Regions from separate parts of the Pan troglodytes genome. Here regions 1 and 2 are each linked to region 3. Evidence: chromatin contacts called from public capture Hi-C data. All regions are on one chromosome and are shown on one strand. The core of a region is the stretch at or near the end of the contact, and the rest is flanking DNA. Distances in the headings are between cores, read along the strand shown. Region 1 has its middle 110 kb from the start of TMEM170B. Region 2 overlaps HIVEP1 (HIVEP zinc finger 1). Region 3 has its middle 110 kb from the start of PHACTR1.

Region 1 (3,544 bases), core at 1,006-3,505, 960 kb before region 3:
TTGCTGAATAATATTCCATTGTATGGACATACCACATTTTATTTATCCTTTCATCAGTTGATGGACATTTGGGTTCTTTGTGCTTTTTTGCTATGATGAATAATGCTGCTATGCACATTTGTGTACAAGTTTTTGTGTAGACATGTTTGTCATGTCTTTTGGGTATATACCTGGGAGGTGAATTACTGGCATCTGTGGTAACTCTGTGTTTAATCATTCAAGGAACTGCCAGACTGGTTGACTGCAGAATGGTTTCCAAAGCAGCTGCAGCATTCTGCATTCCCATCAGCAGCATATTAGAGTTTTGATGTCTCCACATTCTCACCAACACTTGTTATTATCTGTCTTCTCTGTTAGAGTTATTTTAGTGGGTGTGAAGTGGTGAGAGACAGGACTAGCCAGATTTCTTAGGCCGACTAAGAATTCCACAGCCTAGCTGGGAAAGGTGACCGCACCTACATTTAAACACTGGGCTTGTAACTCAACTCACACCCAACCAATCAGGTAGTAAAGAGGGCTCACTAAAATATAAATTAGGCTAAAGCAGGAGGATAAAGAAATAGTCAAATCATATATCTCCTGAGAGCACAGGGGGAGGGACAATGATCGGGATATAAACCCAGGCATTCGGGCAGGGAGCAGCAACCCCCTTTGGGTCCCTTCCTATTGTATGGGAGCTCTGTTTCCGCTCTATTAAATCTTGCAACTGCACACTCTTCTGGTCCATGTTTGTTATGGCTCGAGCTGAGCTTTCGTTCGCGGTCCACTACTGCTGTTTGCCGCCGTCACAGACCCGCCGCTGACTTCCACCCCTCTGGATCCGTCAGGTTGTCCGCTGTGCTTCTGATCCAGCAAGATGCCCATTGCCGCTCCCAATCGGGCTGGAGGCTCGCTATTGTTCCTGCATGGCTAAGGGCCCAGGGTTCATCCTAATCGAGCTGAACGCTAGTTGCTGGGTTCCGGGGTTCTCTTCTGTGACTCACGGCTTCTAGTAGAGCTATAACACTCACCGCATGGCCCAAGCTTCCATTCCTTGGAATCCGTGAGGCCAAGAACCCCAGGTCAGAGAATAAGAGGCTTGCCCCCCTCTTGAGAGTGGCCCGCCATATCTTGGGAGCTCTAAGAACAAAGACCCGCACGTAACAGTGGTATCCTATTGTGGTTTTGATTGATCCTTGGGGGCTAATGACACCGAACGTCTTTTCATGTGCTTGCTGGCTACTTGTATGTCTTCTTTGGTAAAATGTCTGTTCAGCTTCTTGCCTGCTTTCAACTGGGTTATTTGTCTTGAGTTGTCATAGTTCCCTATATATTCTAGATACAAGTCCCTTATTAAATGTATGATTTGTGAAACTTTTCTTCCACTCTATGAGCTTTTTCACTTTCTTGATGGTGTCTTTAAATCATATATGTTTTTAATTTTGATAATCTCATAGGACTTTAAACGGTGAATTATTTTTTCTCTGCCTTTGGGTCATTAACAAATAGACATTAATAAACGTGGTGATAAAAATGTTTGCTAAGGAATACACGGTGAAGTGATCTGTAAGAGGGAATTCCAGATTAATATAAAAGGCAAAATGAATGGATAGAAACTGTAGCATTAGACGAAACAGCAGGAAGTAGGGTACGGTGGGAGAAGATGTGGTGTGGAGAAGGGCAGTCCTATATATCCAGGAATCACTCCAGCTGCCGAATACCAAAAGGCCCCTCTTCAGTGTCATTGTCAGAAGGAAATATCCTTGAGGAACAGAACTCACGTAATTAAGGACAACCACAAGGAGATTATAGTTTATAATTTTCTGCATGTTCTTAGAATAAACAGACCCCCTCATAGCAATAACTGCTTATTAATGAAGTCAGGTGTGCATGCTCATTCCTAGCCTGGTTAGTCTATTGCATGCACATAACACAGAATTTTTGATGGATGAATATTTATTTATGCATGAGTAGCAAGGATATTACACTTGTAGATGAAGCCAGAGTTCCAGGTTGCTATCATCATTGTATGAATAGAATGGAGTTGTTTTTCCTTATTATTTTCCTTGTCTTTCTCCCTTCACCTCCCCCAACCTTGCCACTTCCCATCTAAACACAGGAATATACTAATCAGGGAAATATGCACTGCTGTTTAGCAAAGGGGTCAAACCCATTTGGATGGAATTCCAGGCTCAACCGGCTAACAATGGCAGGAAACTGGGCCCTCAAGCCGGCTGCACCGGGGGGCTGTTGAGCGATAGCTTGTTGAAAGAGGCGGCCCTGGGGTATGCTACTTTGGCTTGCTTTATGTTTGGAATGCTGCGATTGTTCCAGACACAATGAGGGATCTGTCTGTCCACACAGGAGCAGTTGTAATTACAGGAACAGAAGCTAAATTACTGCTCTTAATTGCAAATGATTCCATTGCAGCCTGTATACAACTCTACTAATTTGTCCTCTGGGCTTTATGGGGGCAGGCAGGATTTTTAATTTAATGTCTTTGGTGATTATGCTTTATGTCCACTTCAAATTGTAATGCCCTGCCGGTGAGGCCAGGGTCCCTTCTGCTTCAAGTTCATACCCTTCTGTACTACCTGTCTTGTTGATTTTCATGATTCAGGCCAGTACATGATGTTGCCTCTGCTGAGAAGACAGGGTGTTCAAAGTGCATCTGACTCTGGTGTCCTAAAACCTTGCTTTGTTGCTGCCTTTAAGGGGCAATCATAACATCCTGTAGAGAGGTCTTCTTGTGTATGTGACTTAGGAAACACTTCCTACTTAGGAAAGAAGGTTGACATCTGGCCTGGCATTGTGTTCTGGAAAAGGCAGCTGCAACAGATGTGAATTTATAGCAAACATCACCAATAAGTGGATGCTCTTTTATTGTGGAGCAGGATCTCTGTCCCTTTGTCTGTTAGGAAGTGCTTTGGGAAGATTCACCACCCTTGATAACTTAAACATCATTCCTTCATTCATTCATTCATTCAGCAACTGTTATTTGAAGGTCTACTATGTGCCAGTATTAGGAGTGGGATGAAGAGTAGAGTAAGAGAAGGCCTACGCTATGAGCTTACAGTCTCTGTAGGGATCCAAACACATAAATGAGTAAGGCAGTGTGATAGTGTCATGGCAGAATTTTACACGTTTCATGGCCTGCAGATAAGGAGTGAAGAACATTCCCAGAAGCAGCCACAAACCTTTCCTTCCAGAACATTGTCCAGAACTGAAACATGGACCAATATTAAAACAGTCACTGGTAAGTGGATAGGCTAACTCTTCGATCAATCAGGCCTGCCCAAGGAAAAGGAAGAAGAGACAGCTTTCCTAGAAGCATATGGCAAAGGTGGGAGATTTAGGTGTCTGAACGAAATCCAGTCTCTGTTTAAAGAAGAAGACAGAATGATGCTGAGAGACACCCAATAATATCCACCACCTCGGACAGACATGTCAGAGAGCTCACTCTGGCAGCAATGTAGGGATTGGGGATGATGGGGGCAGATTGAAGGCAGGGACATAGTTGGGAGGTGCTGTGGGATTCAGGGAGGGGGCTGAGAGCTGGAACTGA
Region 2 (3,859 bases), core at 1,280-3,779, 590 kb before region 3:
GTATCTTTCTCCTCTGAAGGTAGTAAAATGTGCTTCTCCGTTTTTTTCTTTTTCAGCACATGGATTAATTGATGTATGTTGAGTTTATGGAGCTGCCTTTTGGTGGCTTGCTTTATCTGCAGTTTTTAAGAAGAAAAAGAAGGCCCTGAGTCAAAGAAGATGCCTCGAACTAAACAAATTCATCCCAGAAATCTAAGAGGTAAAGCATTGCATTAAGTAGAAGTAAGGCTTGCTGTAAATCTTTTAACAAAGTATCTCTTTGGTGACAGGAATGGCCGTTTGTTAGATGTTGACCCTGCCTGGTGACGAGCGCTATTTCTCTTGCTCATTTCCAGCAGTCCTGCACAATTCCTGTCTCTCAGGAGATACTTAATAAATATCTGTTGAATGAATGAATTGAATTTGACAAAATTACAGTGCATTCCTTCCAAACCATTAGATGGGGTATTAAAGGCTGAAAGTTGCTATTTGTTAATAGGAACCATATTTGGGTCAAGGAATCTGAAAGTAATGGTTAAATATTCTTTGCCAACTGGATCATTAAGAATTTTATGTTTTTTTTCACTCTTCCTCCATAGTTCTTTTGAGGTTTATTTTTGTACCACTCCATCAGTTAGATTAACGAGATAAGTGAAGAGAATTGTAGGCATTCACTCAGACCATTACTTGCAGAAGTCAGAGGCAAACTGAGTTATTTTCCACGAAGAAGCAGTGGGTCACAAATATATATATGATACACATTTCATGCAAAGACAGAAAAGTGTGTGTTTTCCACCAACCGCGAATACTTTTAATAGTAGAAAAGTAAGTGTATTCTAGCTTATTGTTTAAAAAGATTTGTATTGTTCTCATGTGTTATATCAATGGTGAATAGCAATTATCTTTTATATTAAACTTCAGGAGATAAGAATGTAGTAGTGTTAAAAACAAGAACTATTAAAGCAAATAATTCCAAACTGACTATGGTGTTTTATGAAATATTTACCATTACAGAAAAAAAATTCTAAAGCATATGTAGGGGAGAAGTGACTTAAAAATCAAATAGATTAATTTGAAATGTTTTTTGGTAAAATCAATTTGGCTAGTCACCATAAGGTGATCTTTGAAAATGCAGTCAATTTTATGGCCTCCGTGAATCTGGAAATAGTGCTTGTTTCCTGTCTAGAAATCTCTGTTGCCTCAGGTGGATGCCTCAGCCCAAGTTCAAATTGATGATTGTAGTAACCAGTGTTCAATGAGGTGGAGATTTACATGAGAACAAGTGTGGTGTGTGGAAATATGATTTTTTATAGTCACATAGAAAACGTTGAAAATTGAATGTGTTTGCCTGTCCCCCTCACTAGAATCTGAACTCCCTAGAGACTCACTCTCATTTGTTACTGTAGGAAAAGCCTCCAGACCCAAGGGTACCAGCTGAGGTGGGCATTTGGAGACATGGGCCCTGCTTTATCTGTCCAGGGAGGGCACCCTGTTCTAGTTTGCACAAGTGCAGCATACAGATGAGCAGCAGCCCTAGCCCAGCACAGTTCCTGGCAGCTAATGGCAGCCCAAATATTTGTTGAAGGAACGAGTGCATGATTCATCTGAAGGTGTTATTAGGCCATAAATATTAAACATTTTTCATATTTAAAATATATGTTCATAACATTCTAGATAAAATGACTATCCTGAGAAACACAGATTTACAGGCCATAGGCTCTTTTCCTTTCTGTATCAAATAAATGTTCAACTCAGCACGTTTGTTACTGTGTCTGGAATTGGTGGGTTCTTGGTCTCACTGACTTCAAGAATGAAGCCACAGGCCCTCGCCGTGAGTGTTATAGCTCTTAAAGGTAGCGTGTCCACAGGTTGTTCCTTCTGATGTTCAGATGTGTTTGGAGTTTGTTTCTTCTGGTAGGTTCGTGGTCTCGCTGGTTCAGGAGTGAAGCTGCACACCTTTGCGGTGAGTTTTATAGCACATAAAGGCAGTACAGACTCAAAGAGCAAGCAGTAGCAAGATTTATTGCAAAGAGCACAACAACAAAGCTTCCACAGCCTGCAAGGGGACCCAAGCAGTTGCAACTGTTGCCTCAGGCAGCCTGCTTTTATTCTCTTGTCTGGCCCCACCCACATCCTGCTGATTGGTCCGTTTTACAGAGAGCCAATTGGTCTGTTTTACAGAGAGCTGATTGGTCCATTTTGACAGGGTGCTGATTGGTGTGTTTACAATCCCTGAGCTAGACACAAAAGTTCTCCAGGTCCCCACTAGATTAGCTGGATAGAGAGTGCTGATTGGTGTATTTACAAACCTTGAGCTAGTTAAAGAGTGCCGATTGGTGTATTCACAATCCCTTAGCTAGACATAAAGTTTCTCCAGGTCCCCACTAGACTCAGGAGCCCAGCTGGCTTCATCCAGTGGATCCCGCACTGGGGCCACAGGTGGAGCTGCCTGCGCCTTGTGCCTGCACTACTCAGCCCTTGGGTGGTCGATGGGACTGGGCGCCTAGGAACAGGGGGCAGTGCTCATTGGGGAGGCTGGGGCCGTGCAGGAGCCCATGGCGCGGGGGGTGCTTAGGCATGGCGGGCTGCAGGTCCTGAGCCCTGCCCCACGGGGAAGCAGCTAAAGCCCGGCGAGAAATCGAGCACAGCACCAGTGGGCTGGCACTGCTGGGGGACCTGGCGCACCCTTCGCGGCTGCTGGCTTGGGTGCTAACCCCTCACTGCCCGGGGCCCGCCAAGCCCACGCCAACTGGGAACTCTAGCTGGCCTACAAGCGCCACGCGCAGCCCCGGTTCCTGCCCGCGCTTCTTCCTCCACACCTCCCTGCAAGCTGAGGGAGCCGGCTCTGGCCTGGGCCATCCCAGGAAGGGGATCCCACAGTGCAGCGGCGGGCTGAAGGGCTCCTCAAGCGCGGCCAGAGTGGGCACCAAGGCGGAGGAGGCGCCGAGAGCGAGTGAGGGCTGACAGCACGGTGTCACCTCTCATTACTACCTTCATGTACTTCATGTTCTTATGATAGGGATAAAATGATAAAACACAGGTCTCGAAAGAAGAATGGAGTTGAAGAGCTGATAGGTAAACATGTAACTATGTACTATGGTGAGAAATGAATAGTATGGAGATTCCACAGAGATAGGAAGTCATTATTTTGTCCCCATTGTAGGGGGCGCAGTTTGGGGTGAAGCAGAATGATGATTTAGGGAAGGAAAGTTAACACCTGGATTTGGTTCTTAAGGCTGGGAAGTTATCTGCGAAGCTGACAAGGCAAAGTGAGTGCATTTTATCCTGGGGTAGCAGGTTGTGAAATAACTTGGGGACTCTGAGCAACTTTAAATGGTTCTCTACTTCTAGAGCATAAGAAGTTCTATTCAGGAGGGATGAGAAGGAGACAGAGAGGCAGGATACTGGAGCAGGAGAATCAGGAGGAATCAGATCAGGAAAGGCCCTCAGATTTAAGCCTGCATTTCATATGTAGAGTTAAAAGTTTTAATAAGAAAACTTGCTTCTTTAAGATATTTTTAAAGTTTTCAAAGAGAGCTTGGAATAAATTGTGTCTGACTTGTCTGTGAGCGTTTAGAAAGTTGCTTGACTAAGGTAATTAAGAACTCACAGCCACTAAAGAAAAGATTGGAATAGATTAGCTCTAGTAAGCACACTAAAGCCACCTCAGTGGGACTTCTGATGGGGAAGGGGAAGACTTCAGGGAAGCGGCGGCTTCTGAGCCAGTGTATCTCACTCAGCAGCGGGGGACGGGAGTGAAGCTCTAGGTCCCCCTGGGAAACCCTGAGTAAGCAAAGGGACAGAGGGGTTGGTGCTCAGCGGTGACACCTAGAAACTTCTGCTCTCCTCACAATGTCTGTAAGGACTCGAGCCCTGGGAA
Region 3 (3,404 bases), core at 759-3,258:
TAGCGTGTAGGGGGATTCATTCCAAACACAATGTCTTCTAACACTGGAATTTTCCTGAAGCACCAGGTTTCATCATTGGGAATTCTGTTCCACTTCTTTTTAGGGTTTCTACTTAGTGTCATTTATGTTCAGCTTATGCCCTGGAAGTACAGAAATAGCCAGTTGAGAGTATATAGTGTCCTGTTTTTAAAACTTATTTTTAGATTTGTTTTTATTCTTTTAAAATTATTTATTTCTTTATTTGCTTTCTTATTCTTCTTTATTTTTATTATATTTATGATTTATCTTATTTATCTTTAGCTGGTCATCAGTTTAAATAAATCTTAAAATGTTCCACATCTTAAAGATGTTGACTTCTCCAAGGTGGGGCTGGGTCTGATTAGGAGTTAAAACTGAGTGGAAAAAACAATTCACAAAGACATATTACAGGAAACATTTATAGGAAAAAAAAATGAAAATTAGAATGTCATGTGCACCAATACGGTATGATGGTCTTTAAATTCTCATTGTCAAATCTTATTTGGTTCTATATTTAATATTTAAAACTATATTGATAATCTATTATTAGTCTTTCATAAGAAATTAATATTCTTAGAAAACATTGAGTGGTGCTTTGTACACAGTTGAACATCTTATACTTTTTTCAGCATTTTTACTCAAGCATTGGGCTGATTGTATTAATAAATATTGCTATTAATTATTTGAACTTAAATATTACCACTTAAAACAACTATAAACATGTTTAAAACAAAAAAAGAGATTTGATGACAATACAGATTTAGAGTTAACCCTTCATGATAAATGAGAGAAGCTATATCTGGGTGTCTACCTTTGGCTCCAGAGAAGTAACAAAACTGGATACGGTATTAGGGCCATTGGGTGATAACTGCTCCAGGACGTTTTAAAGAAAGTAAAGTTAGCTTTAAGCAGCTTCACACGATTTTGGGGGATGCAATAGTGATTCATGCCTTTGAAAATTTGCAATCTTGCGTGTGTTGTTTCATACCATTCAGTTTTATCCACCTGCCATTTTCATCTGCCTTTTGAGTATTGGGGAACAGGTTTGAGCCTCTCGGTCCCTTGGGTAATGGTTTATCTCAGCAGTCTGCCGCCACCTAGTGTCTAGGATAGAGTGTCATCTATTAACTCACACTTCGTAACTGAAGGAAGAACTCCAACTGCTCACCAGAAAATACATAACTGCAAAAGCAAGCACACATGGGTGGTATGATAATGGCTCCCAAACTGATCCAATGATGCCATCACGTGATATTCAGTTCTCATTAACACATGTCTTACAATGGGAATGGCAGGACATGGGGTGGGTAGGAGCGGCTGGTGGCAACAGTTCCGGTTTCACATTAAATCAGCAAACCACCTTACACATTTTCAAGCATCTGAGTCTCAAACCCCATTAAGTTAATGATGAGAATCCTCATAGCTCCAGCCTTACCTGATGAGTTTCACTAACACAATCACGAAAGCTCTGGTAGAATTTCAGAGGGATTTTCATTGAATTAGGTCTACCATTTTCAGAGGTACTTTTGGCTACTTGGTCTTAACATAAGGGAAATTTCTCTTTATTTTGCCAACAAAATTATAGACCTCTTTCACTTAAATCTTCCATTTATATCAAGCTACACTGGGATCATGTGTTACATATGAAAGTCTACTTCTTACTAGGATATGACAAACAGTATTTGACATCCACTCTTCTTTCTAAGCCTGTTCCACTTATAGCTGTTCGGAAGAATGTATTTCATTTCAGGAACCAAACACAGTGCTGTTACATAAAGTCTGATTGATAGGAGTTAAGGTGGGCAGAAGTTATCAAAATCTGAAAATTAAGTGTTTCAAAGGGAAGGAATGCATTATCATTAGAGCAGTGGGAAGATAGAATTGCCTGTGCTCACTGGATGATTGGTGGGGAGCGTCAGCCTCCACTGCGGATCCCAAGCACTGAGCCAGCCTAGCTTCCTGAGAACTGCTGACCTCAAAATGCAGGAATGATGTTGCCAGACGAGGGTCCCTTCAGCAATCGATGGGCTCACACTGAAGTCTTGTTTGCTCATCTCCCTGTGTGTCTCACTAGACTAGAATACTAAAACTCATGAAGAAACGGCCTCAGCGACTTGGAGCCAAAATGAGCACGGGGAATAAAAAAGAGAAATTAAAATATCAGCCTCACTGTGACAGCCAATCTAACATCTCCCTCCCTGCTCATCTCTCCCTTTCCCTCCCTACTGATTATCTCAAAATTCTTATGCTTCCTTATTCTCTGTCCCTGTCATACGCAGACACATGCACTCACATGTTTATCCCTCCTCTTTCTTTTCTGCAAGAAATATATGCCACAGAATCACTCTTCTGGTAGTAAAACAACCATTGGGTTTGGTTAAAACCCACAGCTGTAAAGTTACATCCCCATTCAATTTCCCAATTGATTGCCAATCTTCTTCATCATTTCCTACATGGATATTGGGCTTTAAATGCTACAGCATCATACAAAGGAGCTGTAAATACAGCAAACATAACATTTATCTTTACCTTTACAATCCTGAATATTTTCATTTAAACAGTCTCATTTATTAAGTTTAGCCTCTAGCAAAGGCAAGACTCTTTCTCTGTTCTGATCATTAAGTACTTGGTTACCAGAAGGAAAACTGGATTTTGGATGAATAATTTATTCTGATCTTGTTAGTTTTGTTGTGTCCCTGAATGTTCGTGATATAGTTAATGAAGATGGGTCACTAAACCATGTCACTGATGAGAAAAAAAATTCCTACATGATAAACAGCAATGGAACCTGCATGCAGGTATGAGTATATATGTGTATATGCATATGTACACACACACACACACACACACACACACAGAGGAATATATGAACATACTGCAGAGATACTGAAGCCAGGAACAAGAATCTTGACTTAAATATTAGACAAAGAAAAGCTCCTTTTGTGAAAAAAACCATCTTAAAATATAAATTTTCAGTGCAGAACTTGAGTTACCAATTGCTAGTCTTCATAGTAAGCCTGATGATAATAAAATGTCCATTTTTTGTTTTTTAGAGACAGAGTCTCACTCCATCACCCAGACTGGAGTACAGTGGCACAATCATAGCTCACTGTAACCTCAAACTCCTGGGCTCAAGCCGTCTGCCTCAGCCTCCCGAGTAGTTTGGATCACAGGCACGTGAGACACACCCAGCTAATTTTTTACTTTTTTTTTTTTTTCCATAGAGCTGAGTCTCATTATGTTGCCCAGGCTGGTCTCAAACTCCTGGCCTCAAACCATCCTCCTGTCAAAACACTTGGATTACAGGCGTGAATCACCACACCTGGCCAATAAAATGTCTATGCTTGTTGGAAAAAAAAAACAACAAAACTCTGTTTATTGACACT

The links. Capture Hi-C pulls out chosen DNA fragments and counts their contacts.
Region 1: a capture Hi-C map of stem cell-derived neural stem cells shows a contact between it and region 3, with 8 times the contacts expected there. The contact joins two enhancer-like sites. A contact is called at or near these places in 3 of 7 Hi-C or Micro-C datasets (induced pluripotent stem cells, a lymphoblastoid cell line and stem cell-derived neural progenitor cells) and 1 of 1 other capture datasets (stem cell-derived neural stem cells).
Region 2: a contact with region 3 is called in a capture Hi-C map of stem cell-derived neural stem cells, with 7 times the contacts expected there. The contact joins two enhancer-like sites. A contact is called at or near these places in 1 of 7 Hi-C or Micro-C datasets (stem cell-derived neural progenitor cells), 1 of 1 datasets of contacts at active chromatin or transcription factors (stem cell-derived excitatory neurons) and 1 of 1 other capture datasets (stem cell-derived neural stem cells).

Annotation. Positions count from the first base shown.
Region 1 is chr5:17,594,981-17,598,524 of NHGRI_mPanTro3-v2.0_pri, forward strand. No RefSeq gene overlaps it. Among named protein-coding and RNA genes, the nearest start is that of TMEM170B, 110 kb to the left of the region's middle. Within about 2 kb of position 2,256, at least 5 of the 24 cell types and tissues checked have an H3K27ac peak or open chromatin away from gene starts, as enhancers often do. A contact at or near this core is called in stem cell-derived neural stem cells, where this site is marked.
Region 2 is chr5:17,962,957-17,966,815 of NHGRI_mPanTro3-v2.0_pri, forward strand. It overlaps HIVEP1 (HIVEP zinc finger 1), which reads left to right. Exons shown (of 9, transcript XM_016954906.4): 2 at 57-199. The coding sequence starts at 160. Among named protein-coding and RNA genes, the nearest start is that of HIVEP1, 9.0 kb to the left of the region's middle. Within about 2 kb of position 2,530, at least 1 of the 24 cell types and tissues checked has an H3K27ac peak or open chromatin away from gene starts, as enhancers often do. A contact at or near this core is called in stem cell-derived neural stem cells, where this site is marked.
Region 3 is chr5:18,557,958-18,561,361 of NHGRI_mPanTro3-v2.0_pri, forward strand. No RefSeq gene overlaps it. Among named protein-coding and RNA genes, the nearest start is that of PHACTR1, 110 kb to the right of the region's middle. Within about 2 kb of position 2,009, at least 3 of the 24 cell types and tissues checked have an H3K27ac peak or open chromatin away from gene starts, as enhancers often do. A contact at or near this core is called in stem cell-derived neural stem cells, where this site is marked.